Linked DNA regions of Drosophila melanogaster: region 1 is linked to region 2. The links are chromatin contacts, called in public Hi-C maps. All regions are on one chromosome and are shown on one strand. Each heading gives the region's core, a stretch centred on a gene start, on an enhancer-like site or on the middle of the called end of the contact. The rest is flanking DNA. Distances are from core to core; before and after follow the strand shown.

Region 1 (5,153 bases), core at 1,226-3,725, 300 kb after region 2:
TGCTCGTTTTGGACGTTGTGCTGCTGTTGCTTATTTCTACGCTGCTTTTAGCCTCCAGACTAGCGGCCTCCATCATGGCATTGGCCTCCTCATCGTCCGACAGCATAAGAAGGGCCTGATCTTCCGAAGAATTTGAGTTATCTTGCGATAATTGCGCGGGCAATAGATCGGTACTTTGTTGCGTTATGGTGATTTGCGGTCGGGCGGGTTGCTTGTTGAGTTCTGGCGAGGATTTCGCTGATGTTTCTGATTTTCCTTCGCCTAATCCAGCTACTCTAGAGCTTCCAGCTTCGGCGGATGCTCCCTCTCCGGGCACATCTCTGACCTTCTTAAGTTCCTCTTTAATAAAATCATATAGCTTCTTTTTGGATGCCTTATTCTCACGCGGCTCCTTGGAGCTCTTCTCCTTAATAAGCCTACTGTACGACCTTAAAATACTCCAAAGCTGCTGCACCGTAGTCCCGTCATTTCGAAACAACAGCCACATTTCATGAAAATCATCCCTAAACTCCACATTTCCAAAGGTATAGTAGGCCAAAGGTCTGCCCAACTGGGCGCAGACCATAAGTTGCAGCAGGGCTTTCAGATAGGAGTCACCGCCGAATGCGCCGCAACCCCAGTTACCAGTTGCCACACCCGGTGGCGGCGTCACCATCCAGTGAACAAATCCAATGTACGCCTTGTTCAGCTCCCTTTCCATGAGATCCTCGCGATATTGATGATGTGACTGGGCAAAATGTAGGGCATCGATTGCCACAATGGCCGTTTGTCGACGACCTGAGCTATCTCTTGGCGTTGAATCCTCAAAGTTGCCGGACCACTCGAAGCTTCCGGCATATCCCGTATAGTTACTATACCTTTCGGCGCCCAACATCACCAGGGCCTCGAATGGTCGCAGACACTCCGTAAAGAGTTTACCCACCAATAGCTCCGGACAGATAACAAAGCGTATCTCCTCCTGAACGCAGCCATGTCCCAAGACACCGCCACCCAAATATTTGTTGGCAAAGTCTACTTGCAGCAGTCCAATGCCCTCATCCTCGATTGTTCCCTCGGCATCCACGTGCAATGGCACATCACCCAACGGCGCCGCACTTTGGCTCCAGTCGATCAGATGTTCCGGCAATCCGCTCCGACGAACAAAGGTTACCACACCGGTGGGCACATTGCTGGCATCCCGCTCTGTGGGACACACGCGACGAAAATAGTGCATAATGCATTTAAGCTTCTCCAGAACTGCCGGTCCCGTCGATTGGTAAAGCCTTTTGATGGAATCGAATATATTTAACATACTTCGACTGAAGATATACGAATCTGGTGGACGCTCACCTGTTAAAGTTGATGTCTGGAAAAGTGCTGTACTCGGACTTCCTCTTGAGGGTGTTTCTCCGGGGAAAGGTGCACAGGAAGGCATTGGCCAACAGGCAGGAGATCTGCTGTTGGCTCAGGCTCAATGAGGCGTTCTTGTGGTGCTTGAGCAGCGGAACTGGCGATTGAATCAAGTCCGGTAGCCGCAATGCCAATCGGATAATGCGCGGCAATAGATCCTCGAAGAAAACCCGTGTTTCGCTCTCGTCCAGTTCCTCGTCGAGAAGTTGATGAAGGGCACGAAAGTGCCACTGATCCCTATAGGTGGTATTATATGATATTATCGCCGCCTGCAGTTCCTCACACGTCTTTATGGGCTGCAGAAGGGCTCGTTCGATCATTTCCCAGCGAAAATCGATGGTGGTGCTGCCATCCGGATTCTCCCTCGGATATTTCGACTCGGGCGCACAGGGCAGACGCACATGCTCGGAGTCCCACTTTCCCGGTGATTTGTAGGGGCGTGGCGGTGTTTCACGAATTGGCAGCTGGTACATAACCCGGTGGAGATTGCCGGCAGTCACTGGTGGCAAATTCTCCAATTCGAAAGGCTGCCGATTACGATGTATAGCCTCCATGGAAACTCCACGCCACGAATCATCTAGGGAGTTCGCCAGATTTTCCGGCTCCTCCTCCGTTTCTATTTCGGAAATCCCGCCATCCGGCGACTTCGACATCCTGGCGCAGTTTAAGCACAAAGCCTTGCCGAGTCGATTGGTCAGCACGGATGCACTTGCTCTGCGGCGATTTGCCGTAGATTGGTAAACCTTTTGGAATATCGGAAAAATCAAGTGTGACCTGAATTCTTGCATACCGGTGTTTTGGGGATGAGCGATAGCTGTGATGAATATCGCACTTTATAAATACCACACACTTCGATTGAAGCGTAGTGAATTGAAGCGTTTATATATCGAAATATATTCAAATATATGTTGGTATTCGTTTGAGAATGAATCAATAACAAATTCAAAATTGCATTGCCTTGAATTCGGCGGGCGAAAGTGTGACCATTACATGTGGTATTTTACCTCTCATTGTCGCTAGTATTTAAATACCAGCACGAGAAATACCAACACTGTGTCCGTTGCAATGCGAATTGCAAATATAACCGCCGAAGGAACAACAACAAACAAAAAGAAAAAAAAAACAAATCTTCCAGCAATTTGTCAACTATTTTCTCTAATTTTTTTTTAAAGTGTAAAACTATCATAACGAGCGCCAAGTTTTACGTTAAGTGAAAGGATTTTTTCCTGTCCTTCGTGCGGTAAAAATAATAGTGCATATTACCAAGGAAAATCAAGTTAAAGGCGTCTGCGAAACTTTTATAAATGTATTTAATACTCAAAAAGGTAAGAAGCGGCGGAAAGTAATTGCTGTTTTATGTTTTTATAATCACGTTTGGCAAGAAAATGTTATTTCGTTGACGTCAGTGGTCAAATCAAATTTTTTCAGTTTTTAACCCTTAATGTGGCACTGTCACTCGCACCTATGTATATATTTATGTGATTGTGGTATTTTGCTCAAGCTTACGTGTTGAAAAGAGGAAGAGAAACCGCTGCATACACGTGCAAAGACTCTGAGAATGGACACAAGAGAGCGAGAGAGGGAGAGAGAGAGAGCGCAGTTGTTTGTTTTGAAAGCGTCGCAAAAACAATACAAAAAAGGTCATACATAATTTGCACACACACTTGCATCTGAGGAAAACGCAAAAGCAAATTCACAGCTAGCTAAAAACCAAAATAAATATAATTTATGAAATGTACTTTTGCTAAAGTTCAACACACCTTTATCTCTCCGCGAAATTTGTTTGCACCATCTCTTTCTCTCCTTTTTGCGTAAACAAACGAAAAAGCTTTGCAAGGAGAAGCAAAAAAAAAAAACACAAAAACAAAAATCGAATTATCAGTAGAATTCTACAAAGAAGAGGCGTTTCTCTTCATCGCTCTTCGTACCTGAGCGTAGCCTTCAAATTTGCTTAGATTTCGCCTTGACCATAACCTAGAAATACTCGAAAAAAGTACTGTCAACTCTCAATAAGTTAAACGATCGATTTTCACATAAAGAGATAGAGAGAGAAAGAGACCAGATATTAAGTGAAATTTATTTTACTAAATAAATTTTCAGAAAAAGGTGTAAATCCCGAGCATTTAGATTTCGTTGATGAACTTTAACGCAATGGGAGTCTGCACTGTACATGTAGAGCTTTCTCTTTTCTCATTTGCGTCAGCGAAAATACTAGGAATAATCGGGGGTGGCGTTTCGGGGGTTGGCAAAAAAAACAAGCAACAACAAAAATGCATAGAGCCGAATAATCGCTTGGAAAAAGCGAGCGACGAAAACGCGATGTTAGTAAACTTTTCAAGGTCACCTCAAAAGCATGAACTTATACTAATCAACAGCTGAAAGAAGCAGAAGACTGCACTTCCATGAGTCAGTTTCAGAAATTAAACAAAACGAGGGAACCAAACCAATTTGAAAATTCAATTTACATATTTGTGGAAATTTCTGTTCTTTATTAATTAATATACAGATTTTAAAGAAATAATTCATTTTTGTATCCGAATTCTGATGCACTTCACACATAATTAAAGCAATGTTACCATAAATTATATGGTAGGCAGATTGTATTGTATGAAGAATAAAGTATGGAATAAGCATAAAATATAATAATATATGTATGTATAGAATAACATCAATGAGTTCTTTTTACGAGTGATCACTGTACACATATTTATGTGCGAAAGTCGAATTATATCATGTGATCCCGAATTGTTTGAAATGTTTGGGCTTAAAAGATCGAATAAAAACATCTGCAAATGGATCTAGAAGTTATTTATTTTGTTAAACGCCTTAATCTATAAGTATATTTATTCGCATTGACTTGCTTTTGATTGGGGGAGGCTTCAGTTGTATGCAATAAAAAACAAAACTGAAATGATAAATACAATTGCGTTTGCTTGTTTGTGTTTCGACTTTTTTCTTGGGTTTTGTCAACGCGACTTGGCTCACGTTGGCAAAACAAAGTGCAAAATGATGAACGAGAGGAGGAAGATAGAGTGGAGAAAACCTTGCAGTTACAGGCTGCACTGGCTATGTGCAACTATATATGAATGTATATATGTATCTATCCTCCACTGCATCCAAGCACTCCTAGCTAACTTATAAAGCCAGAAATAATTGTCAAAAAATCCTACAACTGTTTTTAAGTTTTTATTGCAATTGTGCAATGCAGTGCTGTTCACACAAGTGCAAGCATGCAGAGAGAGAGAGAGAAACGTAAATAGTTGACTAGAAAGAGAGGGCTGGCCACACGTGTTGCTAAGGAGGGTCGCTCAACTTTATCGCCCAGCCACCGGGATCCCTTCGCGTACCCAGCAAACCCACAATTTATTTCTTTTTTTTTTGCCAGTAAATATTCGCACACTCTCAAACAAACAAAATAAGAACAACAACAGAGTGCAAAAAAATAAAATTCGCATGCGCTGATGACCTTGAGAGTTCTGCGAGTATAAGACGGAAAAAGCGAAACTGAGACGCCTGCAATGCGAAATGGGGAAGAAAAAATATACAACAAATATCACAAAGAAGAGCAAATTTTCTTTTCAACAAAAAAACAAATAGAGTTTGCGAATTCGCTTGTTAATGGGAAGAATTCTTAAACGAATAAGACGCCTTTGATTTTTGGTATCTGAAATTATGTATTAATAGCAAGTATGTATACATATTATGTTCAACATTAAATGCAGATTATCTATTTATGTTTTGCATCATCAGCACTCATAAATAAT
Region 2 (5,103 bases), core at 1,467-3,966:
CAATCAAAATACCTGTAAAACTTTCCTTATTGCGTATTATAATAAAAGTACCTACAATTCGAAATAACACTTAAAGAGAGGGTGTGATTTTTCGTCGCCTTAGATTTGAACGTATTTTTACGTTTTTGTAGTAAAATACCAATACATGGGTAACGTGAAAAAAAATAAGAAGTCGAAGATAGCGACATTGTTGCAAAAGAAAGACTAGTGCGCAATGCAATTTACGATTATTCGCCTTATCAATGGAAGGCGATCGTTTCTGGCCTACGGTGAGCATAACTGCAACTGCAAGGCCCCGGCATTATCGCAAAACAATTACGCCGGGTACACCTGTCGACGCTGGCGTCAAAGTTACATTGTTGCTGCACGTGTAGACCGTTAAATGCCGAGTCAAATGCGCCTGCGAATGGGATGAACCTCATTCTAGTACTAGTACTATCAATACACTCAATAAGGTTGTGCATACAACGTAACCTGCTAATGCTAATATGTATGTATGTACATATGTATATTTATGTACTTACATTTCACTTTCCTGAGTTGCTCCATTCTTTCTATATTTTCGATGTTTCCCATAACTGCCGGTTTATTCGATTTACTGCCAATGCATTGCATTTTTACGGCCAATTTTTTGAAAGCTTGCAAATTCTTGACAAACTAGATATGGAAACTCGGCAGCCACTTGCTGCCGTTATTTACGCAGTTGTTTTATCTCGCCATGCACACTTTCCATTTACCCGCGAAACAAAAAAAAAGTGCAGAAAATAGTTTAATACTATTACAAAAACAAGCAGCACACGCAAACATAAATTGCGCAAACATCGAAACACAAGAAATATTACTTATTGAAATCGAGAACTTGGACGGACAAAAGCTCGCAAATTGCGGGACCATTTCTTTTTGTCTGTGACGCAGTTGTACCCTGTAAAAGTGGAGCATATCGCTTTTTGCCAACGAATGGCTGTTTGTATGCTTATGGATACTAAAGCGGAATGTTGGAAGGTGAATTTTATTGGGCTGTTTGTGATTTCCATTGACAGAAGAATTAAACAATTTTTTTTTTTTTTTAATATGTCGCTTGTACAAACAATTAATTAAATGTGCAAATTGCAGAGTAGTTGGGCGAGTGTGCAGCGTGCATTTTTTTTTTGCTGGTTCGCCTCGTTGCGAAATCAAAACAAAGCGTGTGAAAGAGAGGGCAGATGCACGCGCCAAAAGCGCTATGTTGTGCACTAAAAGTTGTGGAAATGAAAATCAAAGCGAAACGTAACAAAATCGACGGGGTGTAGAAAGCGGGAGGAACTTTGCGTCGGAACCACCTGATGATTTAATACTCTCTAAAAGGGGCAAAATTCAAAATGCAGGTCCTTTCAAGTCGATTTTTAAAGGTTGATATATGTGTACATATGTACATATTTGTGCGATAAACATATGTACACATGCACAAATCATTATTTGTATGTAGTACACATACTATGTACATTGTATTTTACAAACAGTTATTAAGAAGTTTGTTGGAATGTGCATACATACATATGTATGTATGTATGTAGAGACGTATGCTTGTGCATGTTATATTCTATTTTTCATTCAAGGTCCCCTTGCTTCCTATCCGCCTTTACCTTATTACCCTTTTCTACTTCTTCCACAACTTCTTCTTTCCAAAGTTGTAATATTTTTGGCTGGTTTCTATTCTTTTCCCTTTCTTTTTACATTTCCTTGGCATCGTTTAATTCGTTAACAAAATGTTTGGCTCTTCTTTTGTTTCTACCATGCGGCCTAACTTTTCTATTATTGTTAAATGAATTCTGCATTGTTTACAAAGTTCACAAGTTCAATCAACTTGACAAAACGGAAAATGAAGTTGCGTGGCAGACAAAGAGGTGACAAAGGCACACACGCACATAAAAAAAAGTACGGTAAATGCATGCATAGATAAAGGAAAGGGCAAGAAGGAAATACGAAAGAAATGTAAGGCGCCAAAGCAAGAGGGAATGAACAACTTCTCGCAACTTCTACGCAAAAAGGAATAGAGCTTAAAATAAATCGATTTAAAAATAGGAAACATTTATGCGGCAATGAAGAATCCCAAATAATGCCACAGAAAAGCAATTGAAACCTGTAGTTTTATGTCGATTAACATTAACATAAATAAATGCGTATATTTATAAATTTAATTTCTATATTTTAATATACATACCGTAAGTAAATTAAGGAAATGAATAAAATTTTGTTTTGATTTCCAGTCAACTACACATTTTCGTATTGCATTTATTTCACAAAAACATTTTGAGCCAGTTCAAGTTAATTGTTTATGTTTTTATTTACGGAGCAATTTGCGATTTGTCTCAATTTTGTTTGCGCTCAATTATTGTAAACACCACTCAAAAATCTCACTCTCTTTCACTCAAAAAAAAAATACCGGCAAACTGATGCTGTTATGTGAACCAGTGTGCGGGAGAGGCAAAGAAACATTGATCATTTTAAATGCATTGCGTACTATTTGAAAACCTTCGAGTATTAACAAATCGTGATGAATCCAAATGTGATCTAAATGTGATCCAAATGTCAAAGAAGATTTTTGTTGAAGCTCCTATTCTCACCACTTAAAGCGAATTCCAGCAAAGAGAGCAGCAGTGAGCATGCGCAGTGAGAGCGCAGAGAGCGCGGCAGTCTGGTACGATAGAAATTTTATTTAAGCCACAGACAACATGAAACGGGCACTATTTCTGTGGCGTCGCGTGTTCAGTTCACCGCGGGTAATTCAGAGAATCGCTTTGTGGATTGGATTTTTGCCTGTTTTCCGCCCGATACAAAAAAAAAAAACCAAACGCTATATAAATAGTTCTGTAGTAAAACCTGAAGCAACACGTTTTAAAATATACAACTACTACTAACAACTGTCACAGCCAAGTTACAAAAGTGCTAAATCCCAGAAATAACCTAAGAGCCGACTTAAAACCGCGCAAATACATAAAAAAAAATCTTCTCCAAAGCAGAAACAAAAACTTGTGAAAAACTAGAATTAAAAAAAGATTTTTTAAAAAAAATCAGCTAGTGCAAAATAAACGGGAAGAATTTTTTTTTGTGTCCCTTTTTTTGGTGTTTTTTCTCCGTCTTTCCCCTTCTTTGACGCAAAAAAAAAAGTGCCCAACTTGCTGGCGGCACGGGAACGGGATAGAAATAGATATAGCCGAAAGCGACTGGAAAGCAAAGGAAGCTAACTAAATTGGATTACAATCAATTAAATAGAGACGGATACGGAAACTATGTTCAGCGAGGTGAGTGCAAAGATATATATATATAATATATATTATTTATCGGAACGCAACGACTTCAAAAATCGCGCCACTACGGGGAATTCAAAATAGAATTTCTGGGAAAGGTGAAATAGCTTAACTTTTAACGGTGCTCTCACACACAATGACAAATCAGTGATCATGGCCGCACAAATCGATACGAAATAACGGATTCTAGGAACTCAGAAGGAATGTTAAGAATCAAGTGCTTACAAGAAATTAAGAACAAAAAGTGAGACAATAGAAAAGTGGAAGTGGACGAATTTTGCAAAACAAAATTCTACAAAGTTCTTTATTGTTTTGTGAAATTCTTCTTAATGCTGGCAAGTATTAAAAACGCTTTGATGGCGTTGAAACGAGTTGGTAATGTTCGAAAATTCCAGAACTCTGGGGCTCCAAAGTAATTAAATAAAATGGTCCCAAAATTTTTACGAAAGTATTAAACTTTTTAAAGGAGAAATAAATCAATTAATTAAAAAAAGAAATAAATTAGCTTGATAAATTAAAAAAGAAATAAATTAGCTTGATAAATTAAAAAAGAAATAAATTAGCTTAATAAATTTAAAAAGATTTAAATAATAATTTAATAAATGTTGATATTCCAATTTTACTATGATTCTGAAATTCAATATATACCGGGTTGCGTTCGATTCTGCGAAAGACATGTACTGTTAGTTTTTGCTCGTACTTGTTTACCGGAATGCAACGGATTCTACGAAAAGGGAAAAGCACAGTAAGCTTTGCAGGTCTGCGTTTATCGGTAAAAGGACCGTTTATTTTTCAGTAACTGGAATTGGGTATTTGATATTTGGTTTTCCTTTTATGCCCTTGTTTATTTCATTAGTATATGTATTTTTTTTTTTTTTTTGCTATTGTCAAGAGCGCCAAGATTGACGATTTCGGGTTCAAATGGTTAATAGTGTATAAATGAAGCTATAAGCTAAATTTGCTTTTGATAACATTTGCTGAACCCTCGACATCGCCTGACGTCATTATAGGTGAAATCTGGCACAGTAGAACGTGACTTAATACAATAATAATATTAGGAGTTTAGTTACTCTTACATTATAGTTGAAATGTTGCAAAAATCCTTATGTTGAAGAAGTTTTCAAAAAGTGTGTTGCCGACATATTTATTTAATTAAGTTCAAATATAGAATCATACCTACAACGATTTCCGCCTTATCTATATTTTTCAGACAGGCATATAACTCAGGAACTTAAGATATATAGAAAGAAAAAAAAACCCAGACAACATAATCGCAATGGCCCTTTACCGCTCTGATCCGTATTCCATAATGGACGACCAACTTTTTTCAAATATTTCAATATTCGATATGGATAATGATCTGTACGATATGGACAAACTCCTTTCGTCGTCCACCATTCAGAGTGATCTCGAGAAGATCGAGGACATGGAAAGTGTATTTCAAGACTATGACTTAGAGGAGGATATGAAGCCAGAGATCCGCAACATCGACTGCATGTGGCCGGCGATGTCCAGCTGTTTGACCAGCGGTAACGGTAATGGAATAGAGAGCGGAAACAGTGCAGCCTCGTCGTACAGCGAAACCGGTGCCGTATCCCTGGCGATGGTTTCCGGCTCTACGAATCTCTACAGCGCGTATCAACGATCGCAGACGACAGATAACACCCAGTCAAATCAACAGCATGTCGTCAACAGTGCCGAGAACATGCCGGTGATCATCAAGAAGGAGCTCGCAGATCTGGACTACACGGTCTGTCAGAAGCGCCTCCGTTTGAGCGGCGGTGACAAGAAGTCACAGATCCAGGACGAGGTCCAT

The links. A called contact is a pair of places that touch in the nucleus more often than the background predicts.
Region 1: a Hi-C map of the Kc167 cell line shows a contact between it and region 2, with 4 times the contacts expected there. The contact joins the promoter of Mnt here to the promoter of lncRNA:CR44999 in region 2. A contact is called at or near these places in 14 of 107 Hi-C or Micro-C datasets (the Clone 8 cell line, the D17-c3 cell line, the Kc167 cell line and 7 more) and 2 of 6 datasets of contacts at active chromatin or transcription factors (both in the Kc167 cell line).

What each region holds. Positions count from the first base shown.
Region 1 is chrX:3,669,326-3,674,478 of dm6, forward strand. It overlaps Mnt (Mnt,), which reads left to right and starts at 2,476. Exons shown (of 9, transcript NM_001169180.1): 1 at 2,476-2,714. Parg (Poly(ADP-ribose) glycohydrolase) reads right to left here and starts at 2,177. Exons shown (of 2, transcript NM_057973.4): 1 at 1,330-2,177; 2 at 1-1,262. The coding sequence starts at 2,042.
Region 2 is chrX:3,370,443-3,375,545 of dm6, forward strand. lncRNA:CR44999 (long non-coding RNA:CR44999) reads left to right here and starts at 2,717. Exons shown (of 4, transcript NR_123782.1): 1 at 2,717-3,281; 2 at 4,498-5,103. It overlaps Myc (Myc,), which reads left to right and starts at 2,717. Exons shown (of 3, transcript NM_001272275.1): 1 at 2,717-3,281; 2 at 4,502-5,103. The coding sequence starts at 4,564.